Regions from separate parts of the Arachis hypogaea genome. Here region 1 is linked to region 2. The links are chromatin contacts, called in public Hi-C maps. All regions are on one chromosome and are shown on one strand. Each heading gives the region's core, a stretch centred on a gene start, on an enhancer-like site or on the middle of the called end of the contact. The rest is flanking DNA. Distances are from core to core; before and after follow the strand shown.

The links. Hi-C and Micro-C count contacts between places; a contact is called where the count stands out from the background.
Region 1: a Hi-C map of leaf shows a contact between it and region 2, with 4 times the contacts expected there. The contact joins the promoter of LOC112770965 here to the promoter of LOC112769186 in region 2. A contact is called at or near these places in 2 of 8 Hi-C or Micro-C datasets (both in leaf).

What each region holds. Positions count from the first base shown.
Region 1 is chr18:12,607,718-12,611,156 of arahy.Tifrunner.gnm2.J5K5, forward strand. It overlaps LOC112770965 (co-chaperone protein p23-2), which reads left to right and starts at 2,176. Exons shown (of 8, transcript XR_011876020.1): 1 at 2,176-2,729.
Region 2 is chr18:12,363,483-12,366,840 of arahy.Tifrunner.gnm2.J5K5, forward strand. It overlaps LOC112769186, which reads right to left and starts at 1,966. Exons shown (of 9, transcript XM_072223984.1): 1 at 1,575-1,966.

The sequences.
Region 1 (3,439 bases), core at 926-3,425, 240 kb after region 2:
TTCACTGAGAAGACGGATGGTAGCCATTGACAACAGTGATCCACCAACATACAGCTTGCCATGGAAGGGAGCACGCATGATTGGATGAAGACAATAGGAAAGCAGAGGTTCAGAAGCAACAAAGCATCTCCAAACGCTTATCTGAAATTCCCACCAATGAATTACATAAGTATCTTTATTTTAATTTACGTTTTATTTACCTTTCAATTATCAAAACTCATAACCAATTGAATTTGCCTGACTAAGATTTACAGGATGACTATAGCTTGCTTCAAGCCGGCAATCTTCGTAGGATCGACTCTTACTCGCGTAAGGTTTTATTACTTGGACGACCCAGTGCACTTGTTGGTTAGTTGTGGCTGCAGGGAGTTTTTGTGCGAGTTGCATGTCCTCTCTCGCATTGCTGTCCTCCATCATACCGTGCCTTCGCCCTCGTACCACTGTCTTCTATGGCGTCGTCCCATCCACCACCGTCATTTTTCTTCTTCTTATTTGATTTGGATGTTTTTTTTTTCTATGTAATTTAGATATTTTTTCGATATAATTAATTTTTTTTGTCTATTGTGGATATTTAAAAAAAAAACAAATTTCTGATTACAAAAAAAAGAAATATCTACAATTCTTTAAAAATTAATTTAATATAATTTAGATATTTTTTCATGTAATTTAATTTAGATATTTTTTTGGTATATTACGAATAATTTTTTGTTTCTTAATAAAAAATAGAATAATTATACAAATCAGTCCCTAAGAATTTTAAAAGTGGATATTTTAGTCCTATAAAAATTAATACACAGATCAATCCCCAAAGTTTTACTCTGGCAAACAAATCAGTCTCTAATTCATTTTTCGGTAGAGTAATTATCCAAATCAGTCCCAAAAAATTTTAAAACAGACATTTTAGTCCCCAAAAAAATTAATATACAGATTAATCCCTAACGTTTTTCTTCGTAGACATAATAGTCCTTCATCCAAAATAAAATAAAATTATTATTCTTATTAATTATACAATAATACTGTACCATAAGTTTTTTGTATTTTTTGGACAAAAATAATAATAAATTTATTTATTAGATTCTTATGTATGTATTTCTAATATATATATATATATATATATATATATATATAATCACTCAATAATAATAATAATAATAATAATAATAATAATAATAATAATATTTAATAAAATTATTAGAGATTATTCTACAAAAAATTTAAGATTAAAATTATTTGATATTTTTGTATTTAATATAATCAAAAGATGTCCTACTTTAAAAATTACGTTCGTATTAAAAGAAAATATTTTAATTTGAATTTCAAAGTATCATTATTCATCTTACTTGTTTCTAATAAAAAGAGTGTATTAATATGATAGTATCATCCTCCAAGTGCACAAAACTAAGTTAATAATGATATTTTGAAATTCAAATTAAAACATTTTTTTTAATACAAACATGTTTTTTTTTAAAGTAAGACATCTTTTAATTATATAAATACAAAAATATCAAATAGTTTTAATCTTAAATTTTTTGTAGAATATTCTCTAATAATTTTATTGATTATTATTATTGAGTGACTATGTGTATATTTAAAATCTTAAAATTGATCTGTATATTAATTTTTTTAAAAAATTAAAATATTTAATTTTAAAATTTTTAAAGATTGATTTAAATAATTATTCTAAAATATATATTATGTATATTTAATAATGGATTTTGAAGTGCAACCCAAATAAAAATTGGCTGAAGTTGAATAATGCACCTGGCTGGCTGGCTTACCTAACGGAGTTACGACTTACGAGTTACGAAGAGAAAGAGAAACCAAGGTCCAACCGAAGCCGACTCGACCTTGCTTTTTGACGTCACACACAACGAATTATGATAATAATAATATTCCATTTTTGTCACTTCTTCCTTCTTTCTCTGTCTCCAATACACCCACTCCCATTTTCTCTGTTTCGCTCAAGGTTCTGAAAACCGGTTTGGACTGGCCGGTCGAACCACTTGAACCGTGAACCGTTGAAGAAAACAACTCGGACAAACGTTAAAACTGTAAATTTCAAAAACCGAAATTGAACCGGTGAACCGGCCGAGAACCGGTCGGTCGAACCGAACCGTGACCCGGCCGGTTTTTTGAATGGGGGAATGAAACGTCGCCGTTTCAGCTGCTGCAGTTAGCCCTAACTCCATTATCGATGCCCAGATCTAAATTCCACTCCAGAACGCCTCTGCTTCTCTCACACTCAATCTCCATCCTCTGCACTTAGCCCTAGCTCCTGGCCGTTCCCTTACCTCCGTCCAGCCACCGCCTCGTGCCGCCGCCGTCGTTCCTTCCAACAGCCACCGTCTGCTCGCTCACCTTCCCTCCATCACGCAGCAGCCATCGATATCAACCTTCCCTTCCATTGCGCAGAAATCGCAACCTTCCTCCGTCGCGCAGCCACGCCGCCGCCGGTACTATCTCTGTTCTCCGCAACCACTGTCCCAGTTCGAAGCCCGTTCGAAGGTACTCCACCACTGTCTTGGTCACTCGGTGTCTCTATCTCCCATCGCGCAGCCATCGCAACCTTCCTCCGTCGCGCAGCCACGCCGCCGCCGGCACTATCTCTGTTCTCCGCAACCACTGTCCCAGTTCGAAGCCCGTTCGAAGGTACTCCACCACTGTCTTGGTCACTCGGTGTCTCTATCTCCCTTTTGCATGCTCTGTTGAAGGCTTCTTCTAGCTTCTAGGTAAATTTTTATTAACTATGATTGAACCATTGTTAATGTTTGATTCTGCGAAGCTCTGTGAACTGTGAAGTCGCTGAATTGTGAACTGAATTGCTGATTTACTGAAGCTTCTAGCTCTGTGAAGTCTTTGATTTACTGATTTATTGAATAATTGTTTGATTCTTTTAGCTTCTAGTTCTAGGTAATTTTTTTTATTAACTATGTGATTTACTGATTGTTTATTGCTCTATGAAGTGTGAACTGTGAAGTGTGAATTGATTCAACTGAAGTTATTGAACTGAACTGTGAAGTTTGTTGAATAATTGTGAATAATTATTGTTAGTTAAGCTGTGAAGTGTGAACTACTGAAGTCACTGAAGTGTGAACTGGTTTATGGATTTATTGAATAATTGTTTGATTCTTCTAGCTTCTAGTTCTGGGTAATTTTTTTGTTAACTATGTGATTTACTGATTTTTTATTGCTCTATGAAGTGTGAACTGATTCAACTGAAGTTACTGAATTGAACTGTGAACTTTGTTGAATAATTGTGAATAATTATTGTTAGTTAAGCTGTGAAGTATGAACTACTGAAGTCACTGAAGTGTGAACTGTTTTACTGATTTATTGAATAATTGTTTGATTCTTCTAGCTTCTAGTTCTAGGTAATTTTCTTATTAACTATGTGATTTACTGATTTTTTATTTCTCTGTGAAGTGTGAACTGATTCAAC
Region 2 (3,358 bases), core at 716-3,215:
TTTTCTATATAACTCTTATCAGTAGCATGTTGTATGTATGGATTATGGAAGCACCGAAATTCACAATCAAGACTGATATCGGTTTTTTTTAAAAAAAATATATATAGAAGGGTTTGACACGTGTGACCACTATGAGGCGCCACTTCATAACTCCCATGCAATGTTAAGCATCATGCTAACTCCTCCGTCTACTACATTTTTTGATAGTATAATAATCTGATCCATTTCTCTCTCGTGCAAGGTTCTGAAAACCGAACCGGTCATCAAACCGTTCTCGTTACTGGTTCATAGGTTCAACCGGTTCGATTGTGGTTGAACCGAAAAAACCGTTTTATAATAAAATAATAATTAAAATATAAATAAATACATTAAAACATAATTATAGTTTAATATAAACTTTAAAATATCATCCAAAATAAAACCAAAATATTATGATCTCATTCAAATACAAACTCAAGTCAAATAACAAAAACAACCAACTAAACATAAAATGCCAACATCCAAGTTTGTCATCAATCATATTTATTCATATTCACAGTTTTATCACATTCATTTATATTCATAATCCCTTGCCTTATTAAACAGCACAAAAATTTAATTCAGTTAACCATTTATCCACTTGAAATGAAAATGGCAAATAAAACACCTGTTCTGAGAACATCAGCAACAGCATCCTCTGCTGATTTTGCATACTTCTGATATTCATGTGGCCACTACATGTTACTATTTAATATTAGGAAGGGTACTAGTTATGCCCAATAGAATTACTTAGTCTTTTAAGAATATAGATAAGAGACTTTTATCAATGTATTAAAGCTTAAAGGAATTAATGAATTGATATTGAACTTGGTTCAATTTGGAGTTTCTCTCCCTAATTCATAGAAGGAGTTCTAACATTGGTGCTCTCGCTGAGAGGTTTCTTCCATTTTTCATGGGAAAACAAATAACTCAACAATCTGAAAATACATTTCCAATATTCAATGGGAAAGATGGTTATGGATGGACACCTGAGGAGCAGAGATTCATAGAGGTGGAAAGAGGTTTGAAAGGGAAAGCTCTAAGATGGTTTCAGTTATGGAAGGCGCTCAATCCATTTGCCAATTTGGAAACATTCGAAATTGCTGCTGGAAAATTGAGTGGGAAGAGATTAAAGCTAGACTAAGGCAACACCGGCAACCAAATCTCAGCTATCAACAGAACAAGACTCGCAGCAACATCAACAGAAATTCAAGAAAAAAGAGAGGCCAAAATCGATGCAAATTCAGATTCAACAAGCAATTTAGCTACAAATCCAACAACAGATCACAAATTCAACTTCACAAGATCAGTTCACAAATCAACAAATCCAGAATATGAAATTGACGAAGAAGAAGAGTCAGATTTCAATTTTGAACTTCAACCACAACAACAATAAGAAGAATTAAACAGAAATTGCAGATCAAGCACGAATTCAAAATTCAAATCCAGAAATTCAATAAAAAATAACTCTAAATCCAGAAAATCAAGTACGCTTAGAGACAATTGCAAAGAAAGTAGCAGATCGCAACAATAGTGAGGAAATCAGAACAACAAACCCTAGCAGCGGCGGTCTCTCTCGCAGCTTCGGTCTCTCTCGCTTCCTTCCTCACGTGACAGCGACGACGATGGCTTTGCGCAGCTCCAACAAACCCTAGCAGCGGCGGTGATGGATTGGCAGCGATGGAGGCACGGCGGCGACGCATCAGAGGCTCCCTCCTCCCCTGCGGTGGCTGCGATTTTCGAAGGCTGACTTCGTGGCTGCGAGCGAATAGAGCTAGCTGACGTTAGCACAACGGAAGTTGTGACGGCGGCGGTGGCTCGACGGAAGTTGCGCCGGAAGCTCGAGGTGAGTCAGACTGGAGACGTGAGAGGTGAGAGTGGAGGCTGAGGCTCGAGAGGAGAGGAGTGGGTGACTAGTGTTCTCTTTTGGTTTTGGCCCTTTCAGCATGCAAAACGCAGCGTTTTGCCTAAATTTAAAAAACCGGCCAGGTCCCGGTTCGGTTCGACCGACCGGTTCCCGGCCGGTTCGGCGGTTCAACTCCGGTTTTTAAAATTGGCGGTTTACTATCTGTCCGAATCGTATTTATTATAACAGCGGTTTTCGGTTCGACCGGTTCGACCGGCCAATCGAACCGGTTTTCAGAACATTATTTGAAACAAAATAAAACTTACCGATATTTTTAAAACTTTTGTCAAACTTTAAAAACAAAAAGTATACTTTACCATAAATTTAATATTAATTTTTTAAGTTTTTTATTAAATAATTTTTTATATATATAAATTAATTTATTTTAATTTTACATGGATCTAAATCTAGTTGCATATAATTTCATATCTTTTGTCGCCTAAATTTTTTTACTATATACCCGAAAGAAGTCCAAATTATTAAAGACTAAAATTTCTTACTATATTTTCTGAAATTGACATTTTCTTTGGATTTATTCTGACTTAACAGGCTATTTATATTAACCAAGTGAGGTACTGTTAAGATTGATGTTTATTTTTCACTAATAATCAAATTTTTTTCGCCGCTTTCTTTTTTAAAATGTTAAATTTTAAAATTATATTACTTCAATTTTGGTTTTTAAATTACATATTATGACATAAATATTATAATGATGATATTAAAGAAGTTTTTAGTGTAAAATTGTGAGAAATGTATTAACATACTTAAAAAAAATTTTAACCAGTTGCGTGATATCCTTGAGTTTCCTTCTCATTGTTTCCACCCAATAAAGACGTTCTTGTATTTCCACCATATGAATAATTTATAGTATATCTTAGTGGCTATATTGAACGGAACAACAAAGTTCCGCTTCCCTACAGAAAATACTAAAACCGCTTCCTATTTTATAATATAGTGAATTCACCATGTAAATTGTTGATCTATCCTATAATAATTAACAATTAAGTATCACTGTAAATGAGCAATGCAAAATCCGGATACCTATCGTTAACTAAGCTGAAATATCAATTTAATATTAAGTAGTACATTGTTTATTTTACTTTATCGTTGGGAAATAATTTCCCTTGCTGGTTAGGTGAAATTCGATTAAACAAAATTCTTATAGATCATATAATTCTTTGTCAAGAAAAAAAATGAATTAATAATTTTCTTGTTGTAAAATAAATAAGGAAGAAGTAATAAAATAAAAATATAAATAGAAAATAATATTATTAGTATTTACCAATACTATTATACTACTATAAAGATAATATATTAATATTATATTAATAGTATATGAAGAAAGAAAATAAAGAAATGCTTTATATAAGAAAGAGAGAGAGGAAGTATTTGCTTTTTATTGCTAAGTGTATATTTCTTTTATCTCGTTCATGC